5 separate regions of the Mus musculus genome follow, and regions 2, 3, 4 and 5 are each linked to region 1. Evidence: chromatin contacts called from public HiCAR-type and promoter capture Hi-C data. All regions are on one chromosome and are shown on one strand. The core of a region is the stretch at or near the end of the contact, and the rest is flanking DNA. Distances in the headings are between cores, read along the strand shown. Region 1 holds the start of Lrrk2 (leucine-rich repeat kinase 2). Region 2 holds the start of Arsa (arylsulfatase A). Region 3 holds the start of Irak4 (interleukin-1 receptor-associated kinase 4). Region 4 holds the start of Hdac10 (histone deacetylase 10). Region 5 holds the start of Twf1 (twinfilin actin binding protein 1).

Region 1 (3,752 bases), core at 664-3,163:
GCAAAGACAGACAGACACAAAAGGAAGAGATGAAAGGAGAAAGAGGTAAGCAATGGCTATATTCCAGATTCCCCTGGGCTCTCAGGTCTACCACTCCCTTCTGTGTTCAGTTGATTGAAAATCAGGGTCCAGTTTTTCCCAGTGGTACCAAGCAGGCGTGAGACTACCAAGTCTAGGTCTTGGCAGTGTAGGCAGCCAGAATTAGACACTTTTGAATATAAAGCAAGAAGGGTGATGTAGGTGGAGAACAGAAAGCACCTTCAAAATGATTCATATTCCGTGGGTAAAATTCAGACTCTTGGTGCTAAAAAGTACAGTATCTTTATCATACCTCCATCTTCCTCTTGATTTTTGTCTGATAACAACCTGAAAATGACTAGTCAGATAGGAAAGTTTCACAATTGGAAAAATAAAAATATTTACTGCAGATAAAAGTATGCTTTTCTAAAAGAAAATTAGAGCCAGGTATGGTGACATATACCTATAATTATAGCACTGGGGAGCCAGAGGCAGGAAAATGGCAAGTTCTAAGTAGTCTGGGTTATACTGTGAGAACTTGACAGGGTGGGAACAGAGGGAGAAAGAGGAGGAGGCAGGAGAGGAGGAGGAGGAGGAGGAGGAGAGAGAGAGAGAGAGAGAGAGAGAGAGAGAGAGAGAGAGAGAGAGAGAGAACTTGGAGACTAAGAAAAGTTTAGTCTCTAGAATGACTATGAAGGAGTATTCTATTCTTCCCGTGCCTCCAGAGTTCCCCGACAAATAACTCTCAGTATTTGGATGACAAAACTGATTTCAGTTCCCCAGATCGCAAACCTCTAAAGGAAGTTAGCACCTTCAGAAGTAATTCTGTCCTGACTGAAAGCCATTCTTACTTATCCGAGTCTGCTTTAAAATCACAGTTAATTACATAGCCTACTTCTGGACTTCCTGTGACACAGATCCAGACAGAAGTTCTACTTTTGTATCCACTTTGTATGATAACAGCCGCAAAGTAGAAATGTAAACACGGCAGGCGAGGGGGCATTCGGGAAACATCACTTTCTTTAGATACTGGGTGATATACACTGCAGGAAGAATCCTTGAAATGTGTCTTCTAATTTAAAAGTATAAAAGCAAACTGACCCTAGACTTGACTGTTTTATTACTGTTTTTTTAATTACCCTCCCTTGCTGGAAATATTCACTGCACTGCTCTACCAGAAACTCGCTGTATATTAAGGAGCATTCTTAGAATAGTTTGAAAGGTTAACGGACTCACCTTGCCAATAAGAGCCCTGTTTTCATTTTGCTGCTACCACCACCCAGATAATGTCAAAGGTGCTTCTCCTCTGCCAACATTTGACAAGATTTCCCCTCTTAAAGCAAATCTCAAGACCCCGGGACATAAGGCCTATCACAGAACAGTCTTCAGGAACAGATGGGAAGGCCCGCTTACCTGCTGTACACTGGCAACTCTCATGTAGGAGTCCAGGACAATCAACAGAGGCACGTGGAAATTTTTATCTTCAAATAACTTGGAGGCTGGAAAAGAAGGGGGCAAATGGGGGATGAAAACAAAGTCACAAACCACGGCATCCTGGCATCCTTTCAATCTTCCAGGGATCTCAGCTCCTTCCTCCCTGAAGGAAAGGAGTGGGGTGCCCAAGATTAAGACTCAAGTGCAGGATAAAGTTTGCAGAGGAGGGAGGGGCTGCAGGCATTACCGCGGTCCGAGTAGGTGAACACCAGCATGTCCTCCAGGAGCTGAAGCAACGTCTCGATCTGCTTGCCTTCCTGGACATTATTCAGCCTGACTATCAACTTCTTCAGAGCCTCCTCCTCCTCTTCCTCTTCGCAGCCCTGACAGGCGCCACTGGCCATGGTGCAGCCGGCGGGGACTGCGGCGAGCTGGGACGGCTCCTGCTCTCAGAGCTGCTCGGCCGCCTCCGCTGCAGGCCCAGCCCTCGGTCCCCAGCCGCGCCCAGACGGTGACGGCGACCGCCCCTGCCCAGTCTCAGCCCGGCCTGCCCAGCCGCATCGCGCCGCTGGGAACTCCGCCGGGGAAAAGCGAAAGCCGCCACCCCGCCACTAAGAATAGCAAAGGGGCGTTGGGAAAGGAGGACACCGCCCAGTTGGCCCCTTTCAGGAAAGCGGTTTCTTTTAAGAGTTCCCCCTATAGGGAGAGGAGTAATTTGCTCCCCAAAGAATGCAGCGTTTAACAATCAAAATCGGCCAGCTACATGGGCTTTAGGAGTTGTTTGCTTGTTGGTTATCCTGAGCTCTGGTTGTGGTTGCCAAAAGGCCTCTCTCTGTTTTGAGTTTGCAGGCAGGATCTGGGAGCTCTGATTCAGCTCTCAAGGATGGAACTCACAGCAGAGTCAGTGAAGCTAAGGTTGGAAGAAACAGTCTTTAAACGGCATTCTTGGTCTGAACTAGTTATTAGTACTGCTGCCCGGGCCTCTAAAGTTAAAAGGGGTATTCTGAAAGCCGGGGCAACTGCTAATTCCAGCACCTGGGAGGTGAAGACAAGAACCAAAGAAATCGGAGGCCATCCTTGCTTCATACAAGTTCAAGGCCAGCCTGGGCTATAAGAGCCTACCTAGAAAGAAGGAATGGGGGGAGGGGAGAAAGGGAAGGGAAAAGGAGAGGGAGGAAGAAGTAGAGGAAGAAGAGAGAGGGAGAGAGCAGGGGGAGAGGGGGAGGGGGAAGGAGAAGAGGTAAATGAAGAGTTGAAGCAGGAGAAGAAAGGGGAGGGGGCGGGGGAGAAGGGGACAGATCTGCAAGGCACAGTGCTAAAGCATCCCTGTGAAGAAGATGTTGCATCCCAAGAAGAAAGCAAAAGAAAATGCTCACGTAGTAAGGTTTTTCAAGAAGAGAAGTCTCTGGTACAGTGCTGTAGTCAAGGCTTGGATGTTCTATGGTCTCAGATGACCCAACCTCAAGGTTATTTACCCCGAAGGAGAATTAGAGCAGTTAATTTATTTCCTGGCTTCTAGTTCGTTAACATTCTGATAACAATTCACAAACGGATGAGGAGTTCTTTCCTGTCTGAGGAAATGTCTTTGGGATGGGTAAGAGGTGGAGGGGTTTGAGAGGCGGGTTGAGAGCCAAGACACAACTGAAGGTCAGGCTGAAAGTTTGTCCACACTCTGCACTTTCAGCAGAACAAGAAAGCAAGTTTCCATCAGCTTGGGTACTCACTGAGTGCTTCTTGTTGCCAAGGGTTTTCACCTTTGCGTGGTAGTAAAGTGCTAATATTTGCAAGGCTAGAATAGTTAGGATTTGCTTCCAAGTAACCCACGATTGAAGGGTGGGGTCAAAACGGGAAGAATTAGACATGAAATGAACTGGGAATTGTGGAAGGTAAGAGATGAATTCCTGGGGCATTGCTCCTCTCTGTGTGTAATTTTCCATAATGACAAAACTCTCAGCTGATGACATATATGAGACCTATATTACCTCTTCTATGCGCTTTCATGACATGAGGACCTCAGATTTTCTTTTCTTTTTTCCCCCGTATTTTATTTACTTCTTGTTAAAACACACACACACACACACACACACACACACACACACACACACACACACCAAAAACCTTGCCAGAAATTGAGACTTATGTCCCTTCAAAAGAAAATTCTAAGTGACACCGTGTTTCCAAAGTCCCCTTGTAGGACTATCATCCACCTGTAGGACTCCATACTCAGCAGGGCACCAAACAGGGTGTACTTTGAGCTCTCTGCTGGAAACATTTGCCAGAAGCCAGTACACCTTAGGGCA
Region 2 (3,264 bases), core at 22-2,521, 2.2 Mb after region 1:
CCTGGCCCCTGATCATAACTCAACTGAAAACTTGCCTTCAGCAGACCCCCAAACCCCACATGGTCAACCAGGTAGGACTCCATCAGGTCTGTTTTTGCCTAAGATATTTGCTCTTCTGTTAGAACTACCCTGTTGGTCCTGATCAGCACTGTACATCTCAACGCCTATACATAACCATGATGAGAGGCAGTAGGGTAGGGAAGGTGGAGGCCTGATACGTCCTAGGTCCCCACATAAACTGATGCAAGAACAGCCACAGTACTCTACTCAGGCCACTGTTGCAACTCAATCACCCCATCTTACCCCCATGCAGAGGCCTCTCCTATCCCTTTGCAAGCAAGGTACAGAAATAAGAGACCTGCCTCCCAAGGCAAGGCTCCTTTCTCAACTGTGGGTGTTTGTCCAAAATTAGCAAGGCCCCAGGCATCATCTGAAGCCACTTCCTGAACCAACCCTAGCAGGCTACTTCCAATTGGGGCTCTGTGGGAAAAAAAAGGGGGGGTGGGGGTGGGAGAGAGTTCACATCTCTAAAGACAGGTTGGCCTTCAGTGCTCAGCTTTGAACAGAGCTGGCGGCAGGCAGATACCTCTTTCCAAGTTTTCCACAGCTCTAGGTCAGAGCTGAGCCCAAGCAACCTTCACGTGTACACACACCTGAGTCCCCCAAGAACCCAGGGGAAACGTACCTCGATTTGCATAACATCGCAACCCCACTCGGGCTCTCCAGAGAATAATGCGCAGGTCCTGGGGTAGTTCCCCAGCTAGCAACGGAAAGAAAGTGCTTCTGGTTGATTCCTTTCAAATTACAATTCACAGTGGCCACCAGCTGGGAGAGATCCAAATACAGTTTCAAAGATTTCTGGGCCACAGAAGAGCTTTCTGTCCTGACTCTAAATAGAAGGACTACCGGCAACCCCCACCCGTGCACAAGTCCAGAAACCGTGCTGGAATGTGACACTAAGAGAGCCACTAACTGAAGATTGCTCCCCCCCCCCCGCCCCCAGCCACCCCCCACTTCACATGAGGTGTGCAGTAGCCTCAGTCAGACCCAGCTCCTTCCTGTGCCATCTCTGGGGTCTCTGCAGTTTCGAACTTTCCTCCTGCAGTTTCTTGCAGATTTCATCGGGAGAATTCCAGATGCCCAGAGAGCCAGGCTTCAGTGAAAAAAAAAAAAATCAATAAATCAATGACCAGTTTACTCGTCATTCTGAACCACCCTCATTCTGCTTGCCAGAGGGCACCTTCAACTCAGTGTCACGTGTTGTCTGCTCCTGACCTGAGCCTGTGTTAGACCACTGGGTGATCCTGAGTCTGATCCGCTACTGTAGTCGGGAGGCCCTTCCAGAACCCTGTTTATCTCCCCCCTGGCTCCAGCGTCTTCCTTCCTGGGTGCGCAGGTCGTGACCATCTTGACGCCAGAGGTCTTAGAGTGCCACTCTGTCTTGGAGAGGAATCAAAGCCAAGAATCTGGACAAATGACTTCCCTAGGAACAGCCACCTGCAAGGAAATACCCTGGAAGAGACTTGCTCCGGAAAAGTGACTCAGGTCAGGGGCTTTTGGGGGCGGGGAGATCTGGGAAGTCCAGTTACCACAGGGACCTTTAGATGTTAAAGTACACTAAGAACCCACCCTTCCACCCTCTGAGGGATATATCTGTTAGTCTCCCTTAACAGTTAAAACTGATAAGAAAAAAAGGTTATATTCAATAATGTATAAATGAAGAGTTAGAAACAAGTCATGTTGTCTTCCCATTAGTTCAATACTAATGTGCCCTAAGCTATACCACACAGGAACCCAGCAACCCTTCTCAAACACCAGACTCACAGACACACATCCCAGCTCTAACACCACAGATACACACACACACACACACACACACACACACACACACACACTCAACCTTAAACACCAGTTACGCGTGTAGAAGGGAAAGGATTTTTTTAAATAATTTGATACATTGTGTTTCACAAAATTCACCAAAGGTGGTTGTGAGCAAAAAGCCAGCAGCCAATCAGATTTGTCTTCCTGGTTTGTTGCAGTCAGACTCCATGGTTTTTGCCTCTTTGCTCAGTCAGAAGGGGGATGCTGATGTTTTTTCAACAAGGATCCCTCAAGTATCTCATCAGAGGAAATGAGACAAACAGCCCACCATTCGCCAGAGGAACTCCAGACACGCATTTAAGAGCGACACAGCAGGAGAGCCAGATAGCTGTAGTGCTGCACTGCTAGGCAGTCCTGAGCCTAGCGCGCAGGAGCAAAGAACGTAAGGTTACCAAGCCCAGCACGGGACACCCCAACCGGCGCAGATAAGGATCGGGAGCACGCGAGCAATCTCCAGCCTCACCCTATCCCGCCCCGGTCCCAGGTCCGCAGCAGCCCCACCCGGAAGGTTCCCATAGGCACACAAACCCGCTTGGCTCGGCTCCCCAGCTCCGCCTCGCCCGGTCCCAGCTCCACCTAGCCCCGACTCTGTACCGCCCAGTCCCAGAGCCCGCCCCTTCTGGGTCAGCCAATTGTCACGTGACCGCGGGCGTATCCGAGACTGCCTGAGATCGACGCTGTCTACCACCAGTTCCTCCTCAATTTCGAACCGCCCTTGTCCCATGGCGCTGGAGCCTCCCGGGTCAATGTGAAGTGACTTCTGCTCCTGATCCCAAGCCTGTGCTGGCACCTCTGGGTGAACAGGGTCAGATCCCCGCTCGTGACGTTAATGAAGCCCTGGTCCTTTAGGGGCTCTGTGGAGTTACACCCCAGGCCACCCCCTTCCGAGTTCTGACAGATTCGCTGGAGCTTCAGAGAGTGGACCTACAGACAGAAGGATTATTTGGGTCTGGCGGCTCAGGGGAGGAGGAGGGCTCGGGACTGGGGCCTCAGGTAGGGGCTGGCCTGGGCGCTCAAGGAACGAGCCTGCTGGAATCGCTCTGCCTTCCCTACCAAGGGACTGAGGACACAGGCCCATCTGTATCTCTGTCATGGCCCTGGGGACCCTCTTTTTGGCATTGGCTGCAGGCCTGAGCACTGCCAGCCCACCTAACATCCTGCTGATCTTTGCGGATGACCTGGGCTATGGGGACCTCGGCTCCTATGGGCACCCCAGTTCTACCACCCCTAACCTGGATCAGTTGGCTGAAGGTGGACTACGGTTCACAGATTTCTATGTGCCTGTGTCTCTGTGCACGCCATCTCGGTGAGTGAGGGACCTTTGCCCCTCCCCTCTCCCCTGGCTCATCCCATTTCTGTCTCTCTGTGGGTATGTCCACCATT
Region 3 (3,486 bases), core at 56-2,555, 2.9 Mb before region 1:
CACCCTACAGCAGCCCCGTTTGTTCCTGATGCATCTGCCAAAAGACCTTTGAGATGCCGAGAGATGTCCACAATTTCTAAACACTGACATACTTCAGTGGCCACTAAAACGCTTTGGGTATACTAAAATGTATAATGTCATCCATTCACCAAGACATGTCCTATCTGTGACAGATATTAATCCAGGTGCCTGAAAAATAAAACGTTAGGAAGAATAGGGAGAAAAGGGAGGCAAGAACACAGGGGAGTTTTATTCTAATGATGGAAGAAGGTAGCAAGCTGAGAATGCATTTGGCAGTCTGTTAAACGCTGCCTGCGGTGGTTTGAACAGGAGGGGATTCCATCGTCCCTCATTTGAGTACTTGGTTCCCAGTTGGTGACTTGTCTCAGTTAGGGTTTCCATTGCTGTGAAGAGACACCATGACCAAGGCAATTCTTATAAAGGACAGCATTCAATTGGGGCTGGCTTACAGGCTCAGCGGTTCAGTCCGTTGTTGTCTGCAGTGCAGTCAACAGAAGTCTGTGCTACTGTAGAGTGCGAATTCATCTCCTAAGTTGTTTTGTTTGTTTGTTTTTTGTTTGTTTCTGTTTGAACAGGGAACACAACAAAGACAAGACTGGGAGGCCCAAGTTTGGCCGGAGTGATCAGATCAGTCTTGAAACATGTAGGAAGCAAAAATGTTTAGCATGAAAATAGGAGAATTAAAAAAAAAAACCCTGAGCTCTTTGGCATACATCTTGAAGAATTACTCCCAGAAACGGAAAAATCGATTTTTTTTTTTTTTTAAATTTCCTGCTTTGGGGCCACTGTGTCCATTCCGAAAGCTAATGGTGCTTTCTTGCTCTCTTGGGAATGCTTTTCCTGCCCCTCTCTTGCTTCCAATCTGTCTTGCGCTTACCTCTCCCTCTACCTGTTGGACTGTCTGACTACAGCTAGCTTCCTATGCTCCCCATAGCGAGCAAGCGAGACACTCCGGCGGCAGAGCAGCGCACAGAGGCTGCGGGGCTCCCCAAGCCTCCTCTGCCCGAGTGCGCCCATTTCCTGGTTCTGGAGCGAAGCGACTGATCACCAACCCGGCCCGGGACAGAGGACAGCGGAGAGATCGTGGCTTGAGATCAGCCTTCCTCATACAACCTACTTCCTCTCGGACGTCCCTCGCTTCCTGGACAAGGCGATCGGCGTCCCGCCACGGTCCGGCGAGGACTCGGGGGTGGAGGACGCAGGACCACCAGGCGACTTCAGACTGCCTGCGATCGGGATGCTGCGGGTCACCGGGGCATCATATCCCCCTGTGGGACAGGGAGGGCAGGTCAGCTAAGGGTGAGAGTATAGGGGCGGAGCCAATCCGGAAGGCCACGCCTTTCCCTCCCCGAGCTCCACCCAGGGAAGAGCTACACCAACCGGAGCCTGTCCCTTTAAATGTCCCTGTAAGAGGCTAGGCGGCGGAAAGGCTTCTGGGCATGCGCACTGTGTCACTCGGCGGACCACTTTCTCACGGAAGCGAGGTAGAGCTCACAGAGTCTATTAGGATGCCGGGTCACCGGTGGATCCAAGACTGCTGGACCGGGGAGGGAGGCGTGGTGGCGGCGCCCAGGGAGCGGGGTGGGGTTGGGGTGGGAGTCCCTCTGCAGCCTCGGCTCGCCCCGCGGAGCGGAGGAGGAGCTCTTGCCACCCTCGCCCCCACGTGCCCTGTCTGCCCGCCTCTTGACTAGCTGCTTGACTGCCATGCCTTCGTGCTGCACTGTCCCCACGTGTAGCCTGGAAAGCCGTCCTATGGTCTTTCTTTTCCAACAATCCCTAGGGTTCCGAGGACCCCTGTGGACTTGGTCAGAGCTGACTGCTGATTTCCATCTGCCATTAGAAACAACTCCACGGGGGCAGATGCCAACCTTTGACAGGGTGTTCACTATCTTTCCTTGTCAGCATTACTTCAGCTGTATTCTCCCTATCCCCTCTGCTCTGTGTCAGGGCTTCCCCCTTCCCCCCCCCCCCCCCAGTGCCCGTCTTGATTGTACTTGCACGTGGTATTTCTACCCCGCTTCTGTCTCTTGAACTATTTCCAAAGTCAAGTAGCAGTTTATTATATACCATTCCTGATTATCATAGACAAAAGTTAACACTTCTTTCTTTCTTGTCACCATTAACGCTCTTACTGTGTTCTACTTGTATCTGTTCAACTAGTATCTACTGCAGACCTACTATGTCCTTGGTGCTGTTCTGAATATGGGCTAGTCAGAATTCTGGCTCATGTGGAACTGACACTTTAAGTTGAAGAAGATGGACAGTAAATAATGAACACATTAGCTAGTCATGCTATACAGGAAATTAAATCAGTTTTTTTCTTTGTGTGTGTGTGAAAGAAAAGAAAACAGGTTCCTAAAGCTTATAGATGAATCCTATAGATTAGATTATTGGTGGGTGAAAATGTCTGAGGATGTAGATGATCAATTACTTGTAAAGTCTGGGAAATACAAGAGCTAGGCAGTGAAGCTGCTCTCTCAGGGCTCCGTGTGTCGTGGAGAGAGTAGATTGTGTGAGGACTGTGATTCATTCCCTATAGAATTGGCCTTGGGCCGCTGCTCCAAGAAAACACCATGAGACTTTCTTTTCTTCTATGCCAGTGACTTGGTAGAAATTCCCTTTCATTAGCTTGAGATGTTTGTATCTTTCCTGTAGAGAATTTAGAACAAGATGAGGGACCAGGACTGACTTATCCGACCTTGAAGTGTACAGAGAAGTTCACGTAACTATTTATTATAGACTTTCCTTTCTTATCCTTCTTCGTGATCTAATTTCCAATGTATAAAAACACTACCACAGTCTCTGAAGTTTGCTCCAGGAGATTTTGAGGTTCTGAGGATGACAATCATTGTAACAACAGTCCTATTTTCTTCTCCCTTCTTTGTAGGTCTAATGATACTATTTTTCAGATAAACTTGAAATTGACCCATTTTATGTTTTTGTTTTTTTTTTAACTTTTGTTTGTTTGTTTTTCCAGGACAGGGTTTCTCTGTATAGCCCTGGCTTCTGGCTATCCCCTGGTCTGTAGACCAGGCTGCCCTTGAACTCTGCTTCCTGAGAGATGGAATTAAAGGTGTATATCACACCACCTGGCAAATATAAACATTTTGTCTGTTTTTGAGACGGTTTTTTTTGTTGTTGTTTTTTGTTTTTGTTTGTTTTGTTTTTTTCGAGACAGGGTTTCTTTGTGTAGCCCTGGCTGTCCTGGAACTCACTCTGTAGACCAGGCTGGCCTTGAACTCAGAAATCTGCCTGCCTCTGCCTCCTGAGTGCTGGGATTAAAGGCGTGCGCCACCACGCCCCGGCTTTTGAGACAGGTTTTTGACACAGGATTTCTCTGTGTAGCTGTGCATTTTGTTTCTTTTTGAGACAGTATTTCTATGTGTAGCCATGGCTGTCCTGGAACTTGCTTTGTAGACCAGGCTGGCCTCGAACTCACAAAGATCCACCTGCTTATGCTTCCCA
Region 4 (3,513 bases), core at 382-2,881, 2.5 Mb after region 1:
CAAGGGAGGATGGTGGGGAAGATGATGTTAAGACCCAGATAGAGGGATGCCTCCTTCTTTCTGAGTTTGCAGCATTTGTCTTCCAATGGTCCAGACTTCTAGTGAGGAAGGTCTTAGCTCTCTACCAGCATTTCCCTGGCAGCCTCCCTGAACCCATACTGTCATCTGCAAGCCATTAGACACGAGACCACACTTGGGCTGGTTAGATGGTCCATGTTCTTCCTCATGTCCCAAGGACAGGTGCGACAGGGCAGGACATAAGGGTGAGGTCTTTCATTCCCTTCATTTGACAAGTTCTGGGCAAATACACTTTGCCCAGTCTAATCTTGTCAGAGGAGATGCCATGACCATGGCTCCACTGCCTGAATCCCCTTGTGATAACCATGGTCCAAGGCTTCAAATACTTCACCCAGTTACAGAGGTGTGGCTCAGTTCATGCCCTACCCCACAATATACATAAACCAGGGTAGTTAATTGGCTTTTAGAAGATGGAGAAGCTTTGGGCTCCTCCAAAATCCTTGCCTGAACTCCCAACTCCTGAGTATGGCAGAGGGCACCTACTTCTAACCACTCCAGGGCTCTTTGGTTTCCCCTGTACATGATAGTTGTATGTGTTCCTATCACAGACGTCAGCGGCAGCCTTGCCCCCTTCCCCTCATCATCCTGGGGGTGTGTCTTGTCCCTTCCCCCCATCTTGAGGCATCTGTAATGCCAACACTCATTTCGGAACTGGAGACAAGGCTGGACTATGGAAATGTGTGTGTGTATATATATATATATGTATATACATATATATGTATATATACATGTATGTATATATGTGTATGTATATATGTGTGTATATATCTGTGTGTGTTTATTTGTGTGTGTGTATATATATATACATATATACATACAAACATACATATATATATATATATATATATATATATATATATATATATATATATGTATAGTCTTAGCTGGTATTTGAGCTCATGTCTCCTTTGTTCCTCCTTTCCTAAGGCCCCCTTCCCTGCTTCCTCACCCTTCCTTGCTCAGAACCCTCTACCCTTCCTAGCCTCACACTGTGCTGCAGTTTTCCTGGCTGGCCTGGCGTCTTATATAACTCTTCTATTCCAGTGGCCTCTTTCTTACCTGTGGCCTTTCTGTCAGTCCCTTCTGGAAGTTCAGTGCTTTGATCCAGCCCAGGCCAGCCCCCGCAGGCACTCACATACACACCCTGCTCACTTCTCTCCTCTCCATCTTTCACCTGCGGGAGCAGGCAAATTGGTTGTGATTGACAGTTGGCATTTCTGACTCTGTGGCCTAAACTACCAGGTTAGGCTAGGAGGATGCTGGGGGCAAGAAGGAAGCATAGCTGCGGCTGTAGCTATGGATGGCCTGAGGACAGGCAGCCCTGTCTTCCTATCCATTTCAAGAAGGACACTGGAGGCGGTACTGGTCGTAGGCTCCGCGCCACACGTAGTTGTCGGTGGCACTGAAGTTGCAGCCTAAGAGAAAGAGACAATGAGAGAAAGAGAGGCAGAGAGAGAAAGACACACAGAGCGCGCGCAATCCCAGGGGAGCTCAGCCTTTTGGTCTACTCCACCCTAATCTCGCCTAGGGGCGGGCCGGAGTCTGTAAAAGAGGAAGCCGGAAGTTAGGCGTTTGGCGTCACGCTTAGTTCAGTTTCCAGCGGTTCTCTTCTGACAATCGGGCGGGCTTGAGCCCGGACCTGGGCCTGGGGTGGTTTCCTCTTGCCCAGGTCCAGCGTGCACAACCCAGTTCGTCCCGAGTGAGGATTGTTTACGTGCATAGTTAGGTGAGACCGGGCAGTGCAATTACCTGCCGGCAGAGGGCGTGTTGCGTTAGAGCGGATCAAAGTGACCACGGTGTAGCTATGGGCACAGCACTTGTGTACCACGAGGACATGACAGCCACTCGACTGCTCTGGGATGAGTAAGTGTGTCTTGACAGAAGTAGGGGGCCGGGAGGGAACCCTGAACACTGAGATCCTTGTCTGCTCCAGCCCCGAGTGCGAAATTGAGTGCCCAGAGCGCCTGACAGCTGCCCTGGATGGCCTGCGGCAGCGTGGCCTGGAAGAAAGGTGCCTGTGTTTGTCAGCTTGTGAGGCATCAGAGGAAGAGTTGGGCTTGGTGCACAGGTCAGACTATGACAGATCTGGGGACCCGAACCTTTTATAGCTCCGCTAGCATTCCCTTGGGTTCACCGTGGTGTGGGCTAAAAGGGATTACTGGGTGGGCACTCCCACCAGGAATCTCTGCTCCTTTCCTTCCTGTCCTGCTGGTGGCCCGCCTGCTGATCTGCAGCCCGGAATATATAGCCCTGGTGCAGAAGACCCAGACCCTGGATAAAGAGGAGCTCCACGCACTGTCTAAGCAGTACAATGCTGTCTACTTTCACCCGGTGCGAGCCAGCATACACGCCCATTCACCCAGATTTATGTCCATATGCCTGCCTAGGTGCATTCACACCCAAGTCTGCTCACCTGCCAGTGTCTCCTTGTTTATGCTTTATGACCGTACCCTACCATGTTTTGCTTGCCAATGCCCCAGCCCTGTCTGCTCAGCAGTGGGAAACCTGCAACCTGGGACAAGCAGGTCAGGTCCCAGGCTCAATTGCACTCTGGCTCACAGGACACCTTTCACTGTGCCCGGCTGGCAGCGGGGGCTGCACTGCAGCTGGTCGATGCTGTGCTAACAGGAGCTGTGCACAATGGGCTTGCCCTGGTGAGGTGAGAACCACCTTCCTCCCCTAGCTGTCTGTGTGTGACCCTGTGAGGGGACAGAATGACTCTGACATGCCCGGTGTTTCCTTTTTTTTTTTTTACACCCTAGGCCTCCAGGGCACCACAGTCAGAGGGCAGCTGCCAATGGATTCTGTGTGTTCAACAATGTGGCTCTAGCAGCCAAACATGCCAAGCAGAAATATGGGCTGCAGAGGTGTGTCCAAGCTTGACCTGCAAGTGTGGGGGACCCAAACTAAATAGGAAGAGGTGGAGTTGGTGGTTAAGAGGTCCCACCCAGCTCCCTCCACTCCTGGCTGAGCTCCTAGCCTAAAGGTGGAAAGGCAGCCACTTCCAGTAATCCCCAGTACTGTCCGAATTTAGGATTCTCATTGTCGACTGGGATGTCCACCATGGCCAGGGCATCCAGTATATCTTCAACGATGACCCCAGGTGAGCTGGGGTGTGGACACAGCCCTTCTCTGCCGCTCACCATTTTGGGGATAAAATTCCAGTGGTGAGACTAGGGGTCTTAAGAGTTAGGGTTCTTTGAGAAGCTGTGGAGTTGCTAAGGGACCTCACTTCTGACCTGGCCAATTGTCGACAGTGTCCTTTATTTCTCTTGGCACCGCTATGAGCATGGAAGCTTCTGGCCGTTTCTCCCAGAGTCTGATGCAGATGCAGTTGGCCAAGGGCAGGGCCAAGGTTTCACTGTCAATTTGCCCTGGAACCAGGTACCAAGTCCCCCTCCCCCCTCCGTCCAGCCTACGTCTCCTGTGAATGTC
Region 5 (3,318 bases), core at 453-2,952, 2.9 Mb before region 1:
GTAAATCAGGCTGGACCATTACGCCGCTGGGAAGACCGTGTTGGAATGGAACACCTCCCAAGGAAGTCCCCAAACCCAGATTTTATGGGGCTAATCCATGGTGTGAAGATCTGTTAAAGGAACCGAGTTGAGATCACAAGCACCAGCACACAGCATTTTTTTTTCCCTTATGGTCTCCACAAAGAAAAGCAGTTGCAGGCCTATTTAGTGGCTTATTTAAAATGCTTTATACTCGAAGAGGGACTCCATACCTTGTCATTATGTCATTTGCCTGAATCGAGTTTGAATATAAAAAAATAAATATATTTATTAGTCCAAGGCTTTAAAATCTAGAGCTAGAGTTCTACTTAGAAAACATACATAAAAATAAACAATAGAATAAACTTTCACAGGGGAATGCATGCCGATAAAAGTGTACAGTGAGAAAGAACGGTAACTCCTGTCTGCTGTTTCCATACAAATGTATTGCATCCAGGTAACTACGAACACACATTTGACTTGAAGCAATCAAAGGCTAACCTAAAGCAAAGCTCTGTTAATGGTTTCCAAGGGTAGAGCTGACCACAGAGAGATATTCAGGTCAGCTCAATGGCTCAGTGGTTTCACACTCAGTTCTTTGGGGGAACCAGAGAAAGGACAATGAGGTCTCTTAAAGTGCTATGAGCTGAAATTTCCAGAAAAAAAAAAAAGCCACCCCAAACCTGTTCAAGACTCAAAAAGGTTGCCTAGCTGATTAGAAGTGCCTGATTGTGTAGGACTGTGGTGTAGGTCCTAAGCTGAATTATCTTGGGCCATCCCAGTTACTAGCCACTTCTGAGTCCATCCTTGGAAATGTACAGACCACTTAGCTTCTCCCATTGAAAGGTTAAAGATGCCCTCTTCAGATAATATCTGAACCAGTAGCAGAAATTTCGCCACTTTGGGTATAGCCCCATGTCCCCACCAAATATATTTTAAAGATGATTTGTGATTTTCTTTTGTTCTGGTACTAAAAAAAAAATTCATAAGTCTGTTACCAAGTTGAAACATGATATTTGGGATGGGGTGTCACCTGAATTAGTGCCTCCTCCCCGCCTGATAGGGCACATATTTGATTTCAGAATAGACTTTTTTTTCTCTTTTTTGAGGTGAGAACAGTGGTTTTGTGTGATAGTGACCAATTGAAAAGTGAACAGCTTGAGATTCAAATCACGGGGAAAATAATGGAGAACTCTACAGTCTCTTATTTTAAAGTGGGCCAGGAGTGGTCTTGAGCCCCATCTTGCTTTGCAAATGTTTAACTGTTTTATCTTTCGCCTTAAAATGGTCTTTTCTTTACAGCAAAGGATATGTCTTTCATGTAGAAAGCGTTTGTTTCGGAAAATGGCCATTTTTCCCTCTAAAGCATTTTGATGAGGTGTGTCGCTGCGGCGTGTGATAGACACACAGCCCACTGCCAGAAGGTGCATCCTGGACAGAAACAGCAGCGGGGGGGGGGGGGGGGGGGGCAAGGGGGGGTGATTGCCGGGAAAGGGCATGGCCAATGGCTTAAGGGGCGGGGCTTGTGACGACAATGAAAGTAGCCAGTGAAAGAACAGGGGGCGGGATCCTAGGCGGGGTCTATGTCGCGCTGGAGAGCGGGGCTGGTGCTGGGGGCGGGGCTGAGAGTCGCGGGCCGATGACGCACAGGCGGAGCCGCTACTTCCTGGATCCGCCGGCCGGGGCCGCTACCGCACCCTGCGCCGGAGCCGGGAGCCTGGGGCCGCCGCCATGTCCCACCAGACAGGCATCCAAGGTAACGGCGCCACGGGGCAGGGGCTCCCGGGAGGCTGCGGGCCGGAACGCTGGAGGCGCGCACGGCATTGGAGCTGCTCTGGGTGCGACGGCCCCGACTGTGTCCCTCGCGGCCCTCCCCGGCGGCCGCCACGTAACAGGCCGGTGGTGGCTGCCAGAGAACCGAGGATGTGAGGATGTCCCGGGCGACCCCGCTGCATCCCGGCCCCCGTGCCGAGAGCAGGAAGACCGAAGCTGGCTGGGCTCCTGCCGCCGGCCAGCCGAGCGACTTTTTCCTCGGGACCCGCCAAAGGAGATTGCTCCAGCACTCAGATCGTTTGAAAACCAAACAGCTCCCACCGCTGTAGGCTGCCTCCCGAACTCCCCGGATTTTTCTCTCAGAACGCGGGTGTGCCTTCCTTCCGGAGAAATCCCGAGTAGGGAGTGTTTTTCCATCTTTGGATGCTTGCACCCCAGGCAGCTGCAAAGTCTGATCTGTGTAGCTGCACCTCATGAACCCCGTGGAGACAGTCGAATGTGCAGTTTACTTGTGTATCTTACTCGCCGTTTATTATTTCCTGGTTGGAAAATAGGCAACTTGGACGTACTCAACCTCCTACGGAATCAAATAATATATCCCGGGGTTATTTAACGAGTTCTAATATAAACTAGAGCACTTCCCGTAATAGTTAACCGAGCCTTTCCCCCGGGTGACCACTTAATAACTTGTTTTGTGTTTTAAGGGTTTTTGACACTACCACTTAATTCTGTGCACATGCAGGCAAAAATAGTCTCCGATCTAACAACACTTAATCTCCCCCGTGTTACTTATGACATTTAAATATATCAAAATTATTGTTTAATGTTTGAGCCTTTTATATAACAAGACATAAATATTAGTCTTGCTTGGCAATCAACAACACAAGACCGAATTTGAAGCAATGATGACTACACAAGGGATAGGTTATTAAATGTTTATTTCCTGGGTGGCTTCTATAACTTTTTACAAAGAGATGCAAGAAAAATGTAAGATCTAGTGTATTTTACAGGTTTTTTCTTTAATCAGTATATGAGATTTGATCCTGTTGTTCTTGATGGACAGATACAGGACATGATTTGATGAAGGAGCACACATCACAAACTTAAAATTGGACTATTAGAAGCAACTTGTTAACATTTTCAAACATGGAGCAATTTGTCTGTTACTGGGTTTGACTGAAAGCATTCACCCTAGTGTTACTTCTGCTACTGAGTTCTGTGGCTAAAATGTTGAAGTTCCTGTACTTCTAAATGCTAGTATTTAGTTTTTGCTCCTCGCCAAGGCCGGTATTTTATGCTTCTGTTTTATAGTAACAATAAGAAGGGCCTGTATGCTCCACATGTTTCTTTAATTTATGTTTTCTTTAGGTGAATACAAACTAAACTACTTCTAGGTTTAAACACTTTTTCCCTTTATCATTTTCCACAGCAAGCGAAGATGTCAAAGAGATCTTTGCCCGAGCCAGAAACGGGAAATACAGACTTCTGAAAATATCTATCGAAAATGGTTAGTTAACAGTTTTAAGA

What was found. Promoter capture Hi-C pulls out the DNA fragments that hold promoters and counts their contacts. HiCAR-type assays count read pairs that join an accessible place to other places.
Region 2: a HiCAR-type map of astrocytes shows a contact between it and region 1, with 5 times the contacts expected there. The contact joins the promoter of Arsa here to the promoter of Lrrk2 in region 1. A contact is called at or near these places in 1 of 484 Hi-C or Micro-C datasets (B cells) and 2 of 115 datasets of contacts at active chromatin or transcription factors (astrocytes and large pre-B cells).
Region 3: a promoter capture Hi-C map of pre-B cells shows a contact between it and region 1. The contact joins the promoter of Irak4 here to the promoter of Lrrk2 in region 1. A contact is called at or near these places in 3 of 39 promoter capture datasets (the 3T3-L1 cell line, the C10 cell line and pre-B cells) and 1 of 115 datasets of contacts at active chromatin or transcription factors (large pre-B cells).
Region 4: a promoter capture Hi-C map of pre-B cells shows a contact between it and region 1. The contact joins the promoter of Hdac10 here to the promoter of Lrrk2 in region 1.
Region 5: a promoter capture Hi-C map of pre-B cells shows a contact between it and region 1. The contact joins the promoter of Twf1 here to the promoter of Lrrk2 in region 1. A contact is called at or near these places in 1 of 39 promoter capture datasets (pre-B cells) and 1 of 115 datasets of contacts at active chromatin or transcription factors (bone marrow-derived dendritic cells).

The regions. Positions count from the first base shown.
Region 1 is chr15:91,671,385-91,675,136 of GRCm38.p6, reverse strand. It overlaps Lrrk2 (leucine-rich repeat kinase 2), which reads right to left and starts at 1,913. Exons shown (of 51, transcript NM_025730.3): 1 at 1,700-1,913; 2 at 1,432-1,517. The coding sequence starts at 1,856.
Region 2 is chr15:89,475,431-89,478,694 of GRCm38.p6, reverse strand. Arsa (arylsulfatase A) reads left to right here and starts at 1,271. Exons shown (of 9, transcript NM_009713.4): 1 at 1,271-1,545; 2 at 2,040-3,187. The coding sequence starts at 2,973. C230037L18Rik (RIKEN cDNA C230037L18 gene) reads right to left here and starts at 2,443. Exons shown (of 5, transcript NR_077233.1): 1 at 2,410-2,443; 2 at 1,276-1,436; 3 at 1,048-1,153; 4 at 686-825.
Region 3 is chr15:94,541,479-94,544,964 of GRCm38.p6, reverse strand. It overlaps Irak4 (interleukin-1 receptor-associated kinase 4), which reads right to left and starts at 1,305. Exons shown (of 12, transcript NM_029926.5): 1 at 1,139-1,305. Pus7l (pseudouridylate synthase 7-like) reads left to right here and starts at 1,458. Exons shown (of 9, transcript NM_172437.3): 1 at 1,458-1,505.
Region 4 is chr15:89,126,818-89,130,330 of GRCm38.p6, reverse strand. It overlaps Hdac10 (histone deacetylase 10), which reads left to right and starts at 1,631. Exons shown (of 20, transcript NM_199198.2): 1 at 1,631-1,941; 2 at 2,012-2,146; 3 at 2,313-2,409; 4 at 2,640-2,737; 5 at 2,841-2,945; 6 at 3,113-3,181; 7 at 3,336-3,462. The coding sequence starts at 1,883. Gm46530 (a long non-coding RNA gene) reads right to left here and starts at 1,792. Exons shown (of 2, transcript XR_001781738.2): 1 at 1,138-1,792.
Region 5 is chr15:94,588,208-94,591,525 of GRCm38.p6, reverse strand. It overlaps Twf1 (twinfilin actin binding protein 1), which reads left to right and starts at 1,702. Exons shown (of 9, transcript NM_008971.4): 1 at 1,702-1,774; 2 at 3,221-3,298. The coding sequence starts at 1,750.